Regions from separate parts of the Mus musculus genome. Here regions 1, 3, 4 and 5 are each linked to region 2. A link is a contact called in public ChIA-PET and HiChIP or PLAC-seq data. All regions are on one chromosome and are shown on one strand. Each heading gives the region's core, a stretch centred on a gene start, on an enhancer-like site or on the middle of the called end of the contact. The rest is flanking DNA. Distances are from core to core; before and after follow the strand shown.

Evidence for each region. ChIA-PET counts read pairs in DNA pulled down with a chosen protein or histone mark. HiChIP or PLAC-seq counts read pairs in DNA pulled down with a chosen protein or histone mark.
Region 1: an H3K4me3 HiChIP or PLAC-seq map of embryonic forebrain shows a contact between it and region 2, with 4 times the contacts expected there. The contact joins two enhancer-like sites. A contact is called at or near these places in 9 of 39 promoter capture datasets (the C10 cell line, the HPC-7 cell line, cranial neural crest and 6 more), 1 of 15 datasets of contacts at CTCF or cohesin (the NIH/3T3 cell line), 5 of 484 Hi-C or Micro-C datasets (the C10 cell line, CD8 T cells, the HPC-7 cell line and 2 more), 19 of 115 datasets of contacts at active chromatin or transcription factors (DN3 thymocytes, T-cell acute lymphoblastic leukemia, bone marrow-derived macrophages and 14 more) and 1 of 9 other capture datasets (embryonic stem cells).
Region 3: a FOXA1 HiChIP or PLAC-seq map of pancreatic cancer cells shows a contact between it and region 2. The contact joins two enhancer-like sites. A contact is called at or near these places in 18 of 39 promoter capture datasets (the 3T3-L1 cell line, 3T3-L1-derived adipocytes, the C10 cell line and 12 more), 3 of 15 datasets of contacts at CTCF or cohesin (the G1E-ER4 cell line, large pre-B cells and pro-B cells), 7 of 484 Hi-C or Micro-C datasets (CD4 T cells, the N1E-115 cell line, bone marrow-derived macrophages and 3 more), 23 of 115 datasets of contacts at active chromatin or transcription factors (the HPC-7 cell line, T-cell acute lymphoblastic leukemia, bone marrow-derived dendritic cells and 13 more) and 1 of 9 other capture datasets (embryonic stem cells).
Region 4: a contact with region 2 is called in an H3K27ac HiChIP or PLAC-seq map of T-cell acute lymphoblastic leukemia, with 9 times the contacts expected there. The contact joins two enhancer-like sites. A contact is called at or near these places in 4 of 39 promoter capture datasets (the C10 cell line, the HPC-7 cell line, cranial neural crest and 1 more), 2 of 15 datasets of contacts at CTCF or cohesin (the NIH/3T3 cell line and large pre-B cells), 10 of 484 Hi-C or Micro-C datasets (the N1E-115 cell line, Sertoli cells, Th1 cells and 6 more), 25 of 115 datasets of contacts at active chromatin or transcription factors (CD8 T cells, the HPC-7 cell line, T-cell acute lymphoblastic leukemia and 19 more) and 1 of 9 other capture datasets (embryonic stem cells).
Region 5: an RNA polymerase II ChIA-PET map of memory CD8 T cells shows a contact between it and region 2, with 86 read pairs. The contact joins two enhancer-like sites. A contact is called at or near these places in 7 of 39 promoter capture datasets (the 3T3-L1 cell line, the C10 cell line, the HPC-7 cell line and 4 more), 9 of 484 Hi-C or Micro-C datasets (the AML12 cell line, the Ba/F3 cell line, the C10 cell line and 5 more) and 20 of 115 datasets of contacts at active chromatin or transcription factors (the HPC-7 cell line, the SCID.adh cell line, T-cell acute lymphoblastic leukemia and 17 more).

Annotation. Positions count from the first base shown.
Region 1 is chr17:83,781,640-83,785,499 of GRCm38.p6, reverse strand. It overlaps Mta3 (metastasis associated 3), which reads right to left. Exons shown (of 17, transcript NM_001379391.1): 10 at 3,524-3,598; 11 at 1,165-1,223. Among named protein-coding and RNA genes, the nearest start is that of Gm46597, 5.6 kb to the right of the region's middle. Within about 2 kb of position 2,104, at least 34 of the 459 cell types and tissues checked have an H3K27ac peak or open chromatin away from gene starts, as enhancers often do. A contact at or near this core is called in embryonic basal ganglia, embryonic forebrain and forebrain, where this site is marked.
Region 2 is chr17:83,273,902-83,277,821 of GRCm38.p6, reverse strand. No RefSeq gene overlaps it. Among named protein-coding and RNA genes, the nearest start is that of Gm24240, 5.9 kb to the right of the region's middle. Within about 2 kb of position 1,426, at least 392 of the 459 cell types and tissues checked have an H3K27ac peak or open chromatin away from gene starts, as enhancers often do. A contact at or near this core is called in CD8 T cells, the CH12 cell line, the HPC-7 cell line and 16 more, where this site is marked.
Region 3 is chr17:83,572,652-83,576,458 of GRCm38.p6, reverse strand. It overlaps a transcript of Kcng3 not described here. Among named protein-coding and RNA genes, the nearest start is that of Gm34801, 6.7 kb to the right of the region's middle. Within about 2 kb of position 1,673, at least 12 of the 459 cell types and tissues checked have an H3K27ac peak or open chromatin away from gene starts, as enhancers often do. A contact at or near this core is called in pancreatic cancer cells, where this site is marked.
Region 4 is chr17:83,543,338-83,547,671 of GRCm38.p6, reverse strand. Gm41635 (a long non-coding RNA gene) reads left to right here. Exons shown (of 2, transcript XR_877027.2): 2 at 1-1,992. Among named protein-coding and RNA genes, the nearest start is that of Gm52292, 3.8 kb to the right of the region's middle. Within about 2 kb of position 1,456, at least 67 of the 459 cell types and tissues checked have an H3K27ac peak or open chromatin away from gene starts, as enhancers often do. A contact at or near this core is called in the N1E-115 cell line, T-cell acute lymphoblastic leukemia, cerebral cortex and 5 more, where this site is marked.
Region 5 is chr17:83,652,354-83,656,479 of GRCm38.p6, reverse strand. No RefSeq gene overlaps it. Among named protein-coding and RNA genes, the nearest start is that of Kcng3, 23 kb to the right of the region's middle. Within about 2 kb of position 1,704, at least 66 of the 459 cell types and tissues checked have an H3K27ac peak or open chromatin away from gene starts, as enhancers often do. A contact at or near this core is called in CD8 T cells, the CH12 cell line, the HPC-7 cell line and 6 more, where this site is marked.

The DNA of each region.
Region 1 (3,860 bases), core at 855-3,354, 510 kb before region 2:
GGGCAAGGCTGTTTGCCCTGAGAAGCTCAGACTTGAGTCACAACCAGGGTTTTTCTTGTGGAACAACATATTTTGAATTTGTAAAGTAAATACATAATTTTAAAGGATATCAAAACAACACTGCAGAAGAAATAGAATAATTATGGGATGTGTAAATTACAGCTTTCAAAAAGTAAAAGAAAGCCAGGTGTGGTGGCGCACGCCTTTAATCTAAAGCACTCGGGAGGCAGAGGCAGGCAGTCCTCTGAGTTCGAGGCCAGCCTGGTCTACAGAGTAAGTTCTAGGACAGCCAGAGCTACACAGAGAAACCCTGTCTCAAAATAATAAAAAAATAGAAAGCAAAACAAAACACCCCCCCACACACACACACAACAACAAAACAACAAGAACCATGACAAGTACATCAGTTATGCCCTGAGGTAAATGTCCGCGAAGCCTCCTGCGTGTACGAACATGTACTATGCAATATACCCAGACCCAGCACAGAAACATCTACACAGAATTGCTGGTTTTAGCTCAAAGAATTTGAAAAATCTTGAAGTGGCAAAGAGAAAGTTGTCGTAGATTTGAGTAACCAAACCTAAGACATCAACGATGGACGAGTGTGATGCCCTTAACACAGATGGAGTGAAAAGAAAACTGACACTCACTTTTATACGACCATGACCTGAAAACCCAAAAGATGTGATAGGATGCTAGATGCAGGAAACAACCAGAACCTATTGACCATCTCCTCACGAAGTGTGGTCCAAGAAAACAACGTAAACCCCTCAGCAAATCATGCAAACAACACACCTCACAGTAACGAGGCACACTACCCAAGGACGCTCCTCCTGCCCTGCAGAATTCTCACTAAGTCCTAGCTGTGTCAAACAGCTGCTTTTAGTAACACGGTTACTCTCTCTCTCACAGGGACATCTGACACTTGCCCTGTAGCTTCATACAAAAACAAGCTGCGCTTGAGCCTCCAGCCCTTGTGCAGGTCACCCACTCCTTCCCAAAGTTGTTGCGTAGGACAACAGAAAACAAGTTCTGAGCTTCGAGGAGGAAAAACAGGTAAGAAAGACACACAAAACTATTCAGGTTTGTCACAGCGAACAAATGGCGTGCTTGGAAGGGCAGGGTTAAGAGCAGGACAATGTCTCAAAGGACTCGATTACTTACTAAGTCGGGATGTACACTTGTTTCAGTTTGCTCTCGGCTTCTGCGGCCTTTAGGCGCTTCTAATTCAAAAGATAGACAAGACGTTTTACGTGGAATGCATACCAATCATTAACACCCCATCTGCCTTACAGTGCACAATTCATTATCTTAAGACTTCTTCCATGTACATAAGCTAAAGCCTCAGTAACTTTTAAGAGAGCCATTAGCTTCTGAACCACAGAACTGTAAGCATACGCAAAACTCCACTTCCCAATCTTCTATTGTTGTTGTTGTTTTCTGACACAAGTTTTCTCTGTGTAGCCCTGGCTGTCCTGGAAATCACTTTGTAGACCAGGCTGGCCTCGAATTTGCAGAGATCCGCCTGCCTCTGCCTCCCAAGTGCCGGGATTAAAGGCGTGCGTCACCATGTCTGGCAGCTGCCCAATCTTCTATGAGGAAACTCTAAGGACTTTTCTGGTGTGCGTGAGTGTGTGATTTGGACCTGTGGCCCCACATATGCCAAGCACGTGCTCTACCACGAAGCTTTACCTCCAACTCTCAGGACAGTGACAAGGGCCATTCTTATTTTTACAGGTTTAGTTTCCCATTTTACCTCTTGTCTTTCTGAAAGGAATATGCGTGCAAACACTGCCCCCCACCCCCAATACAACATTTGCTTTTAGAAAAATTATTTAGTATCTAAACTCTATGCAAGAGAGAGTGACTGTAGTTACTCAGAATAGAATGGAACAGAGCTGTACCCTCACGTGATGGAGCACATGCAGTAACTAACTATCAGTCAGTTCTGAGACAGAGCTCGCTATTAGGCTGAGCCTGGCCTGGAACTCACCACCATGCTGTTCAGCCTTGCCTCAGACTCCCAAGTGCAGGGATTGCCGGTCTGTACTGTGCCTGGCTCTGTAAGACCCGTCAAGCCTGTCTGAACTCACAGACCGCTGCATGGGAAGTCACGGAGGGGCCAAACGCAGGCAAAGAATGGGAAGGTGAACATATTGTCGGATCTACACCATGATCAGCACAGAAATAAAGGCAAATGGAATGGGGGTCAAGTACAGTCACTGTCCCCAGAGAGACTCAAACGCCCCCTCCAGTTGTCCTACAGATGAAGACAAAATTATTCAGGGACAACCTGAGACTTCTAATGGAGTCAACACTTTTGGAAAACACTCCTTCCAAACACAGTAAACTGCCCTTAGTGCCGTGTCTGTGCCTTCTTTGGGGACACTTCCTAACTTGAACAGCACAGGTTTCCAGACTGCATAGCCTTCATCTCCAGCACAGTTGTTTAAAATATGCACTTTCTGAATTCCATATGGTGTTGACACTGGAAATTGTTCAGTGCGCTGTAGATTTCTATTCACTATTCATGACCACGGCAACGCCTGGCACTTGAGAGTGATCCTTAAATGAATGTGTGCAGCATCCAGTCCCTGCTACTGTGCAGCTGGCACATTTAGGCAAATGCCATCTGCTTTTAATCTCTGCCTTGGTTCTGACACGTGACTGCAAGAATCTAAAACAGACATTTACTGAGGTCATTTCAGAAATATGCCTTTCTCTAAAGGCAGATTTTTCAAAAAAAGTAACTAAGAGTTACATGAATTTAGGACATTTAGGAAGAGCTCAAAAATTAAATGATTCCCTACTTTTGAATGACTTTGGAGAAGAAAGCATCAAACTACAGAGACTAAAGCTACCATCCCCGGCTTGACGGCAAACACCTGCAATCCGAGCGCTTTGGAGGCTGAAGCAGGGGGAACTCTGGTTTAGGGACAACCTGGGCTACCCAGTGAGGCCTGTCTCAAAATAACAACAACCATGTTACAACTGCAGTCAAATGCTTGGAGCCCAATGGCAATGTGCCTACCTACCATATTCAAGGTCCTAGATTTGCTCCCTAGCATCTGGACAGAGGACTCCAAAGGGGATGGGGGGGGGGGGGGGAGGCTAGCACTTACGGAACAGGCCCACAAAAATGTCAGGTAAGGAGATTTTAGAAAACTGCAGCAGTATCTGAATTTTTAAGGCCGAGAGCTTCAGGCTCAAATTTTAATCCATAAAAGTATATCGTCCAAGGATTTCTAGTAAGCTTGCTGGAGACCAGGCACTGGCCAGACAATGCCTCTCTAGCTGCCTCTCTCCCTTTCATCTTTCTCAAGTAGTTTTAAAGATGAATGCTGAAAACAGTGAACCACTAGGATGAAACTGTTAAAGATAATATCCTACAGACATGAAACCATGGGATTTAAAGCAGTCTAGGGAGGATCAAACAGGTCCAGGATTCATTCGTTGCTCACAGACAATGACCCAAACAGAAAGGCTCTCTGTCATACCAAAGTGGGGTAGCATGGAAAGTTACCTGCTGCACGTATCTGTCAGTAGTTTTCCACATGTAATAATATTCAATGATGCTAGTCAAGGATTTCCACGGGAGCTGAAAGATATTTAAGACAACAATAATGAAAACAACCTATGGCATAAAGTGTTTTCCTTCAAAATCACATCTTTGAAATGATGTAGCAAGGATCTGTATGTTAGACTCCTTCTAGAAAAAAATCTTTTGGAAAAAAAGCAATATTAATTCTTAGCAAAAGTGTTTTAGGGTTTCTATTCCTGCACAAACATCATAACCGAGAAGCAAGGTGGGGAGGAAAGGGTTTTTTCAGCTTACACTTCCATACTGCCGTTCATCACAA
Region 2 (3,920 bases), core at 177-2,676:
TCAGACTGCCTGCTGCTGGCCTGCGATATTTATAGTACCTATCTCTCCGGTTCTGTCTCCACCTGGATCTATGAGGTCTATGGCTGCCACATGTGTAGGGACTGTTCTGGGGGGTGGGGGGCACATTATCGATTTAAGTGGCTGGCGCTTGGCCATGGATGCAAGCTGGGATGGAAGCTAAGAAGTCTAAACTGAGGGCGGGCAGGGGAAACGCCAGACTGCAGCTCCTTTGTGCAAAGGGCTTGGTGGTTAGGCCTGGTGAAACCGGGGCTTTCCAGCTCCCGTGTCCCAGCAGCCGCGGCTGTGGGCGTGGTGAGGCAGGTGTGGGTGGCCAAGGATCTGTCTCAGTTTCCTCCCCGCCCTGGTGGCAGCTACTCAGAAGAGTTAAAGGCAAAACTGGCAAGAATTTTTCTTTGTAGTAGGAAAAGAGGGTCCCAGAGAGTTCACGGTGACAATCCTCTTTTCAGACACACAACTACCGGACTCCACGTTTGCAGACCTGTTATCGGCCGTGCGCACCTTCAATTTCCCCTAACCACCAACTACCTCCCTGGTTGCTCTCAGACAGCAATGACATCATTTGAACATATATAAATAACTGACCTCTCTGCCTTCCAAGCAGTGATTGTGGTTCGGAGCACAATGGTTAAAAGCAAGGAGGACTCCATTATCAGACTTTTTAAAGCTACAAAACAAACAAACAATCAACCCCCCACCCCTAAAACAAAACAACGAGAGCACAGGCTGGGCATAGTGGCTCACAGCTTGTCATTCCAGCACTAGGGGAACTGAAGCAGGAGGGTTGCCTACGAGTTCGAGGCCAACATGGGAAACTTTGGCAAACCGTGATAGATAGATAGATAGATAGATAGATAGATAGATAGATAGATAGATGATGCAAAGTGAGAACCCAGTCTAGACCAGGCCCAGCAGGAGTTAGCCACCTACAGGTCTCCGAGTAAAGCCCGCTCTGACTATTTCACTGACAAGCCGGGCTGGAAAGAGGCCAGCACAGGATCTTATGACTGGAAAGCAAAATAAAGAACAGCAGCAACGACCTAGAGAAACGAAAATACACTTGACACTCTGTCTCTGTCTTTCTTTTTCACATTTAACCTTGTCGCAACACAGATGAGTAGGCCGGGGTCACCGTTGCACAACAGTTTGGGAACTAGGTTAAGGAACTTGTAGTTTCAGACCCAGACGCATGACACTCGCGTGGGCGCTAATGTCCGCCCGGCTTTTCCACGCGGGCCGGGGACAGGTTCTGGCTGGCACAGCGGTACAGGTCTCAGGCTGCTGGAAAGGCCGGTTTCGTGGCCTGGGACGAGGGGGCGGCTGGCCGGGATCCGGAGCTGCACGGCGCGGCCAGGGCAGCTGGCAGTCAGCTGGTGCCGGGGCCGCGCTCGCTCACTCGGAGGGAGGCGAGCCGGCCGCATACCGCGGGGCGCAGAGGAAATAGCTGGGATTCCTCCCGCGGCGCCGCGCTCCCGTTCCCGCGGGGAGGATCGGGGGCGCGCGCCAGCGGTCCGCAGGCTCGTCCCCCGCACTGCCCGGGGAATCCTCCCCGAACCCCACCTTCAGCTCCCTAGCCACTCCCCGCCAGCGTGTGGGTGCTCAGAGGCACCGCGTGTTCTGGTCTTGCAGACTCTCCAGGCCAGCCAGGCCTCCTGCTTGTTGGTCTCTGACTGAGGACATGCGACAGCGCCCCTGGGAAGGCCAGCTAGCTGCACAATGGTCCCCACCCCTGCAGAGGATGTACCAGACCGGATGTGCTCTCTGTGACCCACCCCACTGATCTCGGAGCCTGCTCCAGGCAGTGGGCCCCTAGAGGTGCCAGCTTTAGCCTTTGGAAAGCTGTTGCCAGTGATGTGAACATTTCTGTCTAGGCTTCGAAACCGTCCTTGAGATAGGGATTTCCCACTTGGGGTGGCAGGAATGAGGCTAGCCCCTCAGGAACTGCTTGCTGCCAGGTGGTAAGGACGGGGTGATGGAGAAAGGAGGACCCTTACTCTAGTAAGGGCCTAGAGTGGGACCCTCTCTGACTGTATAGGCACAAGAAGGAAATGGAGACCCTTCTTTTTGGTTTTTTGTTTGTTTTGTTTTTTGAGACACGGTTTCTCTGTATAGCCCTCGCTGTCCTGGAACTAACTTTGTACACCAGGCTGGCCTTGAACTCAGAAATCCGCCTGCCTCTGCCTCCGGAGTGCTGAGATTAAAGGCGTGCGCCACCACGCCCGGCTGAAGAGTCAGGTGAGAAGGCTCCTCTCTTCTGAACAGAACCAACAGTTTGATCAGGTTAGGGATTAGGAGGTGGGAAGACAGAGGGCGGATCCTAAGTGGGGCCCACGTAACCTTTCCTAGGAGTTTGGCCCCTATTGCTTGGAACAGGGGTGGACGGATCTAGACTGTCTCTCTACTTTCCCTTGAGACGATTGCTTTGATTGATAATACATTTGGCCTGTTGAGATGGCCCACCCGGTAAAGGTGCTTGAGGCCAGGCCTGACGATCTGAGTTCAAACCCCAGGACCCACACGATGAAAATGGAGATCACACACAAAATGTTCAGCCAGGTCAATAGTCTTCTATTGTCTGTGGATTCTCCCCTGGGTCTTGCACTTTGTCCGTTTCCATGGCCTATATACGATCGGACTTTCACACTGGATTGTGAACAAAGGCTTTTCTCACACTGGATTGTGAACAAAAGCTTTTCCGTGTATCTTCCTAGTTAGATGTTAGCTTCACCACGCCAGGGCCCTGGTGAATCTCATATACCTTTGGGGACCTACCGTCTAGTAGTGTTTACCTTCCAGTATAAAGACTGCTTAAATGTTTGTTGAATGAATAAGAAGGATGAGGAGGGAATTGGGCAGGCCCGATACTAACAACATAGACCAGAGGCAAAGCTGGCCAATATGGAGCCAGCACACAGAGGGTACTTGCCACCTGCTACCCAGATCCAGGATGGGAAGGTCCTGGGGGCTTGGCTCTGTGTCTCCCGAGGCCACACCGACTCGTGGACATTCCTGTCCCGGCTCTAGGTCTGTCTATCTTGGTCGTATTGGTAGAGCCCCGTTTTCCCGATCCCCTTTACTTCCATGCTCCCCCATTCCTGGACAGCCTAGAAGGTTCTGGTTTCATGCAAATTGATACTATTTGGTCATTCCGATGGGGCTTATAAGTGGCCTAGCCTGAGACAGAGGACAGAAATGGCTTTCACTAAGCTGTCTGCCTTCAGGACAGAGTGACTTTAAGCTCAAAGCCCAAGTGCTGCTGTATCTTATGTTTCACCCTTTCAGGCCATCCAAGTAGCCAAAGGTCTGGAGAGGGGACTCTCTCCTCTGCATAAGTTCCCCCTGAACCCTGGGAGGACAGGAGGCTGAGGTCAGGCCTGTCCATCAGTGAGAGAGATCCAGACATCATTTCCAGAACTGCCTCTAGACACTCACCCGTGAGAACAGCCCAGGCAGCCTTGGCAAAGGCTTCCAACCCGGTCAGCTCACAGCATCGACAATGGTTCTGGGAATTCCAACTCTCAAAACCCCTACATTTTTTTCATAAGAAAAAGGAACATATTTTGGCATCTTTGTTCCTGAAACAGGAAATGGCCAAGACAGTGACCTCCAGTAGCTACTTCCTCCTCCAGTGTTCATAAGGGGGTGGGTTCTGTCAGTCCTGTTCCCCACCCCCCCCCCCCCGGGATCAGTGGGCATAGACACCCCAACAGGGGATAGTAGGGACTGACAGGAAATGTAGGGGTGGGGATGGAAGGAGAGAGTTCCGAGGAATGCACAAGCCCAGTGGGCTGGAGTTGGGGCCAGTGGGTGCCTGGCATCTGAGGGCTACTTAGTCGGATGGTTACTTTTATCATTTTATGGAAAGAACATCACCGCTGTGACCTCTTAGGGGTTCAAGCGGA
Region 3 (3,807 bases), core at 424-2,923, 300 kb before region 2:
TGGGTGGTTGTGAGCCACCACGTGGTTGCTGAGATTTGAACTCAGGACCTTCGGAAGAACGGTGGCTCTTACCCGCTGAGCCATCTCGCCAGCTCCCAAGGATGCTTTTACATCTTCCTACAACAGAATGAGCCGGGACCTCACAACCTGATGGCAGCTGGCATCCTGGACGAGGGGAATTTGGGTTGTGAATCTCTACAGTTGCTCAGTTAGCATTTGCTAACATCATCATCATCACCACCACCACCACCATCATCATCACCACCACCATCATCATTTTTATTTGTTCAGTTAGGTAGCCTTAATTTTTTTTAATCCTGTCTTGTTTCTTTTATTTTAATCTAATCTGGAAACGTAATAAGCGATTCCTGCCAAACCTACCCCTAAAGCAACGTTTTTTCCGTAGTAAATGATTAAATTATTGGGCAAAAAAATAATTCAAATTTTTCTCTCTTAATGTCAGCGAGGGTTTGGTCGAGGAAATGAGTGTGGTAACTTTTTAAAGCGCTCTCCCTATCATTAGTTTATTTACTTACCAGTTTATCTTTGTATTGGGAACACTGTGGAGCTCCTTCCAGTTTTAAGGAAAACATTTTGAATGTGACTCTAGCTGGTAATCAAATTTTTACTGACTGGCATTCCATCAGTCTATCCAGTAATTAAAAAACACATAGACTAAGTCTCGGGTTAGAGCAGAAAGCTCTTGTATTTTTCTTCTGCAGTGTGTAGCATCCATCGTTCTTAGCCTCTAGGGCTCCAGATTGGTAGCTCGCACGTGAATGCACCAAATGGCCTGTGACTCAGATCTGTGTTACTCTTTATCTCAGAAAGCCATCGCCTGGAAATGCCCAAAGAGAACCCGTCAGGCCTTTTCTAACTTGAAAGTAAAGACTAGATCTACTTCTGCAAAGTTTGCATTATACAGATTTTTTAAAAAATTTGTAATCTATATGTTATGAATCGTGTTCTAGTTGAATTATGTATGTAAGGGTAAAGTGTGTGTCTGTCTGCACTAAATAAAGTGCTTTATACGTTTGGCCATCTGTAACATGGTAGTTCAGCTTTTAAGCTTAAAAAAATAATCATTTAATTCTATGTATTTCAATTTTGATTTTGGAGTAAGAATAATTTCAATAAATCACCCTGCCATCCCTTTTAAGACCGAGGCCTCTCTCTTTAGTACAGAATAGCTTGAGTTTTGGTGCACATTTGTGTTATTTTATAGAATTCTGTCAAAGTAACCTTATAGTAAAATTAGCCTTGTGTGGAAAGCCTTATTGCAAAGATATTGGAGAATTTAATTTAAAGTACTTTTTCTAGAATTCAGACTCGGGTATTTGGGGTCATATACAAACATTTGGAAGAGTTCTCATTTAGTTATGGGAGGGATGTAGCCATGAATGTCTCTGCAGTTTGATGTCTGTATTTATGTTGAGTACGTTGTACCTCAGCTTCCTTCCTAGGACTGTCATATGATAAAGTCCATAGGTGGATGAATGGCGTGTGTGTGTGTGTGTGTGTGTGTGTGTGTGTGAGAGAGAGAGAGAGAGAGAGAGAGAGAGAGAGAGAGAGAGAGAGAGAGAGAGAGAACTTGCCTTAAAATAGCCTCATATGGTCAAATAGGCTTGCCCGTGACTCATCTCTCCGTGTGCCTCATGAGTCAGGCCCAACAGAATCCGTGCACGCAGGAGAGAATCACTGTCTAACTTTGGGTGATCCAAACCTGGATTAAATACTTCACCACGTAAAGATTGTATGGAAGAGGCGACCCTTGTGTGCTTTTAGCTTTTATTGTTTAAAGTGATCAAGTAGATTAGAGGAGGCGTTGGTTTGAGTCACTTTTAATCGATTCTTTCCTTAATGGCAGTGGCGAGGTAGAATGGGCATGTGCCCAATATTGCTATTTCCACGACTGACCGACCGCCACCATTAATGGTCACTGCACACATCACAAGAGGGGCCAGGTGTGCTGTGTCAGCCTGTTTAGGAGATGACACAGAGGGAGGGTAAGGGGATGCTATAGTCTGTGTGTGACTTATGGTAATTAAATTGTATGCTTAAGTCTTAGAGAAATGATGGTTCATGGTCACAGCTTTTGTCACCTGATAAAAGAGTCCTTAAATCAGCTTAGTCTATGTGATGTAACCTTGTTTTATACCTTAATACAGATGTAGTAGAGTGTGTGATCCTATGGTCACAGTTTCTCATGGCTGTGTTACATATGTATTTATGTCAGACTTTGGTAGTACCTATAAATGTATATCCCGTATTTAACTCATGGTTGAAGCTTTTTGGCCTCTTCAGTCCTTAAGGAGATAAATATTTTATTAAACATCTACTATGTTTTGTTGTAAACATGTTGTATGCACATCAGCAGAACAGAATTTGTATAGCTTGAACATTTGAAGAATTAATAAATCTTGACTTTGAAACCCAGCTCTTGTTTGATATGCAGTGGACGTTACTCTGTTGAGCTGACTTCTGTGTCCCTTCTTGATTGACTGACTTCTAAGCTAATGCTTCATTTTGCACTAAAGGACTGGTGGATAAAGCAGACCCTGTCCCAGGACTGGGGATGGACCCACGGCCTTGTACAGGCAAGATGGTGGCCACCCTGGAGTTGAGCCGTGCCCTCCTCAAAAGTTGTCTCCTGGCTATGGTACTGCCTTTGTCGTTGGGTGGCCATGAGCCAGTCACGTGGTCCCTCAGGCTCATGGGTATTCTCTTTTTTTTTTTAACAACTACTCTATGGTAAGAATATGATCAATATTAGATTCCAATTAATGATAATGCATACATATAGGCATGAACTGTGTGCGAATTTGAATCAGAAGTCTTGCTAATTATACTCCCGGTGTTGCTGGTGTTCAGTCTGCTGCCAGTGGCAGGAATGCCTGCTAGGCCCTTGCGGTTCTAACAAACAAGTTCCATGACTCTCCCCCGTCTCATCTCTATTCTCTCTGCACCATCATTACTAACCCCCCCACCCCCCACCTGTACACAAATTCTTTCCCCAGGTCTCAGCAGCATAGCAGACACATCCGTACAAGCACTGGCTGGTGGCATCTGGCTGGTGGCATCTGGCTGGTGGCATCTGGCATGGCTTTCCTGGAGCAGTTCTGCTTGCTTCATCTGTCACAGCGGGTGCTGGCGATGGGCTTCATGGTGACTTCAGAGGGCAGAGAAAAGCCATCCCTCTGAGCTGACAGGGCCCAGCATCCGTCTGGGGGGGCTCCCTGCCTGAGACCTGAGTCTGCCTATAGACCAGAAGAGCTTTCCTGTCGTTTATTGCTATTAAAGTGGCTGCTTCAAGAACTTGGCATAAAGGCTAAGGACGGTGGGGAGCCACAGGGAAATTGTGCTAATTATGTTTAAGATAGGAGCCCACGAGGCAGGTAACACTGGCGCACCGTTAATCACAGTGACGATTGCTTAGCCACGAGCTCTGCTTCTTGTCTGAGCTTCCCCCCCCCCCCACTTCAGGTTTTATTTTTGGAACTAATCAGGTTTTTGTTTTTCTTTTAAGGAAAAAAATAATGGATGTTCAAATGAACACTATATGTATGACTGGATTATTTTTCATAAACTTCAAAGAAGTGTGCGCTGTTGAAGATCATGACCTAAGTTTGGGTTAAAGTGGGGGAGGGGAGAATTTCCAAGGATCATCCCTCCCTCTTGTGTTATAATACCATAGGGAAATATGGGGTTAGATGTGGGGGTTAGGGGAGGGGGTGCTGCCATTCCTATCTATAAGTCTGAAAAAAGGTCTTTCAAAGTACGTCTTCTTTTGTATTCAGCCTGTGAATA
Region 4 (4,334 bases), core at 207-2,706, 270 kb before region 2:
CCAAGGAATGAAGGAGGAAGACTCTGGAGTTCTGGGTGTCGCCAGCACAGACATCAATAAAGGCTCGGGGAGAGGCGAAAGATTAGAAAAGGCCAGGTGACCTGGAGGGGTGGGGCCTGAGGGCTGAAGTGTAGATTAAGAGCAGGTAAGAGGGGCTGCGGTTGTGTAGCTCGGTTGCTTAGGATGCATGAAGCCCTGGGTTCAGTCCCCAGCAACCCACAGAGTACAGGAGGAGCAAAAGTTCAGGGTCATCTCCAACATAGCAACGTTGAGCTCAGTTGGGCTGTGCCAGCTGCCTGTCTGGAGACGAGGTTCCCTCCCTGCACCATACTGTAGAGGCATGGTATACAGAGCCTCTGGTTTGCATCTGTCAAGCATCCCCAGTGTTCAGCATCGCCCCCTTAGGTGTGGTCCTCTGTACATCCTGGCTTCCTTTGAGCCGAGCGGATAGAAAGACTCATTAGGAAATTTGAGGCGGCTGTACTTGTTAGGAATAGAGAGCCCTGTAAATTCTACTTCGGGCGTGGTAGGGAGAGTTGGGACCAAATTTTTAAGATACAAATAAGAGCACTTTCGTACCATAAACTCATCTTTGCTCATTGAATTAATCAAAGAGATAAGAAATATTGAAAAAAGAGAGAGTGTGTGTGCTAGGCATAGGGCTCTTGATTAATGAGGAGGCCCGGAAGAACAGCTTTCTCAGGGGGGCGCATAGGGAGCGATCCTGTACCAATTGCTACCTTATCACGTAAGTTTCATTCCTTGGTCCCCTAGCTGACTGTAAATAAGCCAATTTTAAGGGTACTGTTGCAAGCTAGACTCGCTGGAGTCGAGAGTTTGAGGTCACACTAATGAGCTGTGAGTTATGGGTGCTCTCAGGTGATTCAGTTTTGCCCTGAATGCGAAGGCAGCTCTCTTGGGCTTGTCTCTTGGTTCTAAAGTGCTGGCTGGTCTGTGGGGTTTGTAGGAGAGGGCATGGCTTGCCTGGAAAAAGCCGCCGATCTCTAAGGATGCTCTTAATAAAGTCACAGTAGTAATGAGGCAGATGGGCCCTGCATTTGGAATGCAAATTCACATCCTGGCAGAGCAGCCGGAGGAGGACCGGGCCCAGCCGAGCTCAACGGAAGCGTCCTTTTCAAACATCTCCATGGAGAACCTGTATTTGCACCCAGAACGAAGGAAACAGCTTGAGGCTGAGACAGCCCTGGGGAGTTCTCAACCAAAACTAGATTGCCCGAGGGACACCCCGGGGAAACCCTGATGAAGAGTCCAAGTTGGACTCATAGAAAATGAGAGTTAATGAGATGCAAGGGAACAGTGAAGACTGGAGACAGCTTTGAGTGGGGAGGACAACCCAGCCTCCAAATGCAGGGCTGAGGAATGCTGAGAGAACTCTCCAAGTATTTGTTAAGTTTTTGAGTCACCTAAGAGAAATGAGCCTTCCTGGGGAAAGAACAAAGACTTCCGACCTGACAGCTTCGAGCAAGGCCGGAGCACATCAAAACAGCCTCTGCAGAGGCGCGTGATAAACAGCCCACAGTCCTTTTCCCCTGACTTTTATTTCTTCTCTCTGATCATCCGTGTATTTCACGATTTCTCATTCCTTCGTTCACTTCCACCCCGAGGGACAGGGTCACAGAGCGATCAGGGACACATCCAGGAACAGAATATTAAAGGCTCCATCCTTGTTCCACATCTGAGAAAGAACATTGGGGAGCCGGGGAAAATGAAACAAATCACTCACCCCGACGACGGCTCAGAATAGATCATTCCCGGGGCTCCGCGGCCGCGTTCGCGGCTGAATCCGGAGCTCTGCGAAAGGCGCTTAAGAGATTTTATTCCTAATCTACTTTTTCCTCCTTAGAGCTTTGGAAATATGGCTGTGTAATTTAATGATTACAGGAGATGAGCCGAAGAATGAGCTAAATAAGATAACATCGGCTCGCTTTGTAATGAGGGGGCCGAATTTTCCAAATATAGAGCAAAATCCAATTGTGGCCCTGTTGTTTATAAATGTTTCCTGCATGACATTTACATGAGAGCCTCTGTTGGGACCCACAGTGTCCTTTTTCATATCTCGAGCCTTCTCCTTGGCTTTCTACAGAATTAAGGGAGGAGAATGCAAGCTGATTTCTGTAGATCACCCTGTTGGCCGTATAGACTAGTGTGTTGTGCTGCTGAAAGAAATATAGGCTGGAGTTAGACATCTACACAGTGAGCAATGTCAATGGTTACCATGAGAGGCAGCAGACACCCCTGAAACATCACGAGCTTTTCAATAGTGGATAACAAATAAGATTCAAAAAGCAATAGTAAGAAATACAGTTCAGCCGTGTGGTAGTGGCACACGCCTTTAATCCCAGCACTTGGGAGGCAGAGGCAGGCGGATTTCTGAGTTTGAGGCCAGCCTGGTCTACAGTGTGAGTTCCAGGACAGCCAGGGCTACACAGAGAAACCCTTGTCTTGAAAAAAAACAAAAAACGAAAGAAAGAAAGAGAGAAAGAAAGAAAGGAAGAGCATGGCTCTAGCTGCATACGTAGCTGAGATGGTCTCGTCGGTCATCAGTGGGAAGAGAGGCCCTTGGTCCTGTGAAGGTTTTATGCCCCATTATAGGGGAATGCCAGGGCCAGGAAGCAAGAGTAGGTGGGTTGGGGAGCAGGGGGATGGGGGAGGGGATAGGGGATTTTCAGAGGGGAAACTAGGAAAGGGGATAATATTTTAAATGTAAATAAAGAAAATATCTAATTTTAAAAAAACCAAATACAATTCAGTGTACGGGTGTTAGACTTTGACCAGGCATGTTGGGTCTCTGGTCGGTGCTAAGACATCAGGTGAACGGCATGTGGAATCTCTTACTTATCGCTATAACTTTCTGTTTGTCCCCAAATAAACATTTGGAGAAAGAAAACAGTGCTGCTTCAGATGTTGCTATCGAGGAGGGAATAGGAATAAAAGACCCGGTGTACACACCAGGAACGCTAGAAGTGTCCCTCCAGCTCTAAGTTTGTTTGGAAGAATCTGTCTTATGCAGAGTGCAGGGGGTTGATCATAGCTCCCTCAGCAATGGGGAGAAATGATGTGCAGCCAGAATCACACGCCACAGGAGAGTTGGTGTTGCCACAGCAAGGACTCTGAGAACTTACCAAGACTAGGAAGATATCTAATAACTGAGAATGCTGTCCTCAAGTATAAATGAATAGAAAGGGCAGGTTACAGCGTAAACAGTACAGCCCTGTTTTAAACAAATGTGCTTAGGACAGAGATAAAGATGTTCAAAGGTATAAAGAGTGGACTTCTCCAGATGTGAGACTGTTGGGATGTGTGGATTCGATTATGTCCCCTCATAGTGAATGTAAAAGCCAGCTTGAGCCACATAAAACCCTATCTTTAAAAAAAAAAAATTTTGGGCTGGTGAGATGGCTCAGTGGGTAAGAGCACCCGACTGCTCTTCCAAAGGTCCGGAGTTCAGATCTCAGCAACCACATGGTGGCTCACAACCATCCGTAACAAGATCTGATGCCCTCTTCTGGTGTGTCTGAAGACAGCTACAGTGTACTTACATATAATAAATAAATAAATCTTTAAAAAAAATTTTTTTTTCAGCTGGGAGTGGCCGCACATACCTGTGATCCCAACATTCAGGAGGCAGAGGCAGGAGGATCTCTCTGAGTTTGAGGCCAGCCTGGTCTCGAGAGTGAGTTCCAGGACAGCCAGGGCTACACAGAGAAACCCTGCCTCAAAAAATCAACCAAACAATAAATAAGTAAACAAACAACTAATTAATAAAAAATAAGTTTTTCATGTTGAATTCCCAGTGTGACTGTATTTGATGATAAGCATTATTAAGAGGTAATTCAGATTAAATGGACCCATAAGGGCCCATAGGACTGGCTATATTATAAAAGAAAAACCAGGCTGCACCTGACCTTGGACCCCCAGTCTCCAGATCTGTGAGAATTCAGGTTTCTGTTGTGTATGCCATCTGGGGCATGGTATTTTGCTATAGCCATCCACACTGTTAAAGACAGAGGCTATTCTAAATGTCCTTGCTTTCCTGTTTGTGTGTGGTGAATGTGAATTGTCTTACTAGTTAGGAACAATGCATAGGAACTTTTTATTCTTTTGGTTTCACTGTACTGATGGGATAATTCTCTGAGTCTCCTTTGAGATCAGTGTCTGGGTAGGAGGTGAGGTCCATCAACACTCTTTCTGTACAGAGCAAACCTCTGTTGTTTCCTTGTGCCCCAGATGTTCAGAGGTAGGCCGTAGCCCTCACCTCTGGAATCACTGGTAACTCATAATTTACTCTGAACCATGATTGGGTTTAAAGCACA
Region 5 (4,126 bases), core at 455-2,954, 380 kb before region 2:
GGAGTTTGCTGGATGCCTGGCTCATTACTTGGGTGCCAGAATCTTAACTCTGGTCTTCATGACTTGGCAGCAAGTATCACCCATAGCTTCATAGTAAAGCCATCCTGGGCTAAAGACCATATCTCAAAAAACATTAATAACAGGCAGATATATTTTCTAACTATGCCCTTTTTACCCCTGTATCTACAAACCCAAAGCCCATGATGGCTGTAATACATATTATTAATATTTTATTTTTTAAAGATTCATTTATTTATTATATACAGTGTTCTGCATATATAGCTCTATGTCAGAAGAGGCGCCAGATCTCATTATAGATGATTGTGAGCTACCATGTGGTTGCTAGGATTTGAACTCAGGACCTCTGGAAGAGCAGTCAGTGCTCCTAATCACTGAGCCATCTCTGCAGCCCCAGTCCCTGGTGTTTTAACAAAGCCTGTGATTCTCAGAGGACTGATCAGAGCTATTCCCTGACAATGTAAAATTTCCAGTGGAGGTAGGTCAAGGCTCAGCAACAATCTGATCTGTCGCAGGAGCCGAGCAGAAGCCATTCCCTGGCAGGAAGGAACAGACATGCAGCCAGCAGGAGGCTGTAGAATGTCTGGTTCTATCTTAGCGTGGTGAAACATGACTTTGTGAGTTCAAGGTCAGTCTGGTCTACAGAGTGAGTTCTAGGACAGCCAGGGCTACACAGAGATATTAGAGAAAAAAAAAGCAGGAAGGAAGGAAGGAGGGAAAAGAAAAAAAGGAAGGAAGAAAGAGGAAAAGGAAGGAAGGAAGGGAGGGAGGGAGGAAGGAAGGAAGGAAGGAAGGAAGGAAAGAAGGAAGGGAGGGAGGGAGGGAGGGAGGGAAGGGAAAGTCTGTTTCTAGCACCACACTTGGTGGCCATTGCCAGCAATCAAGAGGCTAAATCAGAATAGTCAGGTATGCTGGAGAACTCCTGTAACCCAGCACTTAGACAAGAGGACCAGGAGCCCAAGATTATCCTTGGCCATATAGTGAGACCAGTCTGGCCTTTAGGAGGCCCTATTTCAACTTCACCTCCCCATAGCCCCCCCTCCCCCCAACTTTATCTCCTCCCCAAATCCCTGTTTCTCAAGACTGGAGAGGTGAGCAGGGACACTTCTTAGCATATGAGACCCTGGGTTTAATTCCCTGTGTTGAAAAAAAGAAAGCAAGCACAATGAAGCCGTGAGGTGTGTTGTTCTGAATTGGCCTGGCAATCCATTCATAAACAACTATGCCCAGAACAAACATCAGGGTGTTTCCATGTGGCACTCAGGGTCTGGGGCTAGGCCGGGCTTGATTTATTCTTTATTTTTGTGGTGCTAGGGAATTCAATCCAGGCCCTGTAGCTCTCTATGCTGAGTTTCAGAGCCATCTCTCTCGCTCCCTTTTTATGCCAGACAGGTTGTCACCATGACATCTGGATTGTTCTAGAACTCGCTCGGTAGTGCCGGCTGACCTCAAAACCACCGTGATTCTCCTGTGTCAGCCTCAAGGTCCTGCCGAGGTCACTGGTGTGAATACACCCAGCCGGTTCCAGATCTTTATCAAGGACTTTTACAAGGTTGATTTTCTTCTTTAGGTTGCTGGTATTTGCTGCCCCACCCCCACCCCCAAACAGGAAGTCGTCTAGCTCGGAGCACATCTCTTTTATTCTCACACAACACACAACCACCGGATGTCCCTCCACTAAGGAAATACTTCGTCACTCCTTGAGAGTGTCATGACCTTGTTTCCCACAAGGCATTGCGAGATTGCCAGAGCGCTTACATGGACCTTTCCTGTGGTGCTCAGACACTTTCCATCCTGGGATCTCCACCTATCCAAGTGGTGCCGTGTATCTGAGATCCTGGGTCCACCCCAACAGGCCTGTGAGATGCACCTCTCCAAGGGGGGAGACCCGCATGCTCTTCCAGATGGAGCTCAGGTTTAGGATAAGCTCAGAATCAGCGGCAAACAGTAACCCAGCTGCCTCCCAAACTGACATCTGAACACGAGAAGGTAACCAGGCAAGGCAGTTTACTTTAGCAAAAAGGCGCGCGACACCCCAAACATCCAATCAAGAACAGTAGCGAGGAAGCTCATTCAATTTTAGTTCTAAAGCGCTAAAGTCTGTCTCTATGTCTGTCTGCATGTGAGTACAGGTGAGTGTGTGGAGGCCAAAGGTCAATGTAAGTCACTTTACTCTACCTAACTCTTTATTGCATTTTCCCCCCCCTGGGACAGGGTTTCTCTGTGTAGCCCTGGCTGTCCTAGAACTCACTCTGTAGACCAGGCGGGCCTTGAACTTAGAAATCCACCTACCTCTGCCTCCCGAGGGCTGGGATTAAAGGCGTGCACCACCACGCTCTGCTCTTTATGGCATTTGTAAAAAAATAAATAAGTACACTGTAGCTGTCTTCAGACGCACCAGAAGAGGGCATCAGATCTCATTATGGGTGGTTGTGAGCCACCATGTGGTTGCTGGGATTCGAACTCAGGACCTTCAGAAGAGCGGTCAGTGCTCTTACTCGTTGTGCCCCTCTTTATTGCATTTTTAATTTATACTTTTAAAACATTCATTTTGTTTATCTTGTGCATGCAGCTTGTCCTGATTACTGTTATGGCTGTGAGAAGTCACCATGGCAACCACACTTTTTTTTTTTTTTTTTGAGATCCTGTGTCTCACTACATAGCTCACTATGTAATTCATTCACTCCTGAACTCACTATGTAGACCAGGCTAGCCTCAGAGCAATAAAGATCCACTTGCTTCTGCCTCCCAAGTACTGGAACTAAAGCTGTGTGCCACTGTGCCCAGCATTAAGGACAGAGTCTCTGTAACTGGCAGGTCTGGAACTCACCATACAGATCAGGCTGGTCTCAATTTGAATAGATCTACCTGCTTTTGCCTTGAATTTTTCATGATGTGTGTGTGCGTGCGTGCCACGTTTGCTGCCTGCGTGAAGGGGCCCACAGAGGCCAGAGAATGGCGTTGGATCCCTTGAAGCTGGAGTTACGCACAGCTGTGAGCTACCAGACATGGAAAATGTATAATACCCCAGTAATAAGTTTTACATTGATAATTTCCATCTCATTATTATAACTTTATATATTGATTAGATTAAATTGAAATGGTAGTATTTAATATATTTAATATTTAATATATGCTGGGGGAAAATCTGGGTGAAGGAGCGGAGGGAGAAATTCTCAGTGGAGCATATGCTAAGTCTGCAAAAAGTCTTGGGTTCAAACTCTACCACCGAAACCCAAAAACCCCAAACAAAGCACAACTCATCTCCCCAGTTTATTTTTGCTGTCTTCACGGTGGCTACTGAGAATGCTATCTCATTTACTCTCATTATTTTGGGAAAGATTTTTTTAAAAAGATTTATTTATTATTTATACATAAGTTCACTAGCTGTCTTCAGACACCCCAGAAGAGGGCATCAGATCTCATTACGGATGGTTGTGAGCCACCATGTGGTTGCTGGGATTTGAACACAGGACCTTCCCTAGAGCAGTCAGTGCTCTTAACTGCTGAGCCATCTCACCAGCCCGGGAAAGTTTAACTGACTTAAATTTTTTGAAGTTTCAAATTGTACATGTGGTATTGGATGTGGCAACGTAGGATATAGGTCCTGTAGTCTCCTATAGCAGAAAACAGAGAAGTGGAGGTCACGTCAGAGAGCCTTGTTATTATCTAGCCCCCCTTCAGGCTTCAAAGCACCTCCCCCCCCCCCAGTTTTCCATCTCTCAGAAGTGACTTAGCAGTCTGCCCATGGAGACCCTCAAGTGCTAGGGAGGCCCTCCAGGCAGTGGCAGATTCCAAGGGCTGGCACTGGGCAGTCCTTTCTGTGTGGTAAAGGAGAGTTTGAAATCATAGTGCTGAGGTGCCAAGGTTTGTTGCTGGAAGAGCAGGAAGAAGATGAGGAGGCGACACTGTGGCAAAGCCTACACAGCAACCTTCAATCTCTTCTATGTCACTGTTCACATCCCTGCTGGGTGAGATTCCCCAGGACACAGAGAGCAGAGTTTTAGTGAGGAGGAAGGCTGAGATGCGGAGGTTAGAGATACCTCAGGTCAAAGCACCGGGTGTGACAGTGCTTTGGGGTATCATTTTCTGAGATACCATACTTAGG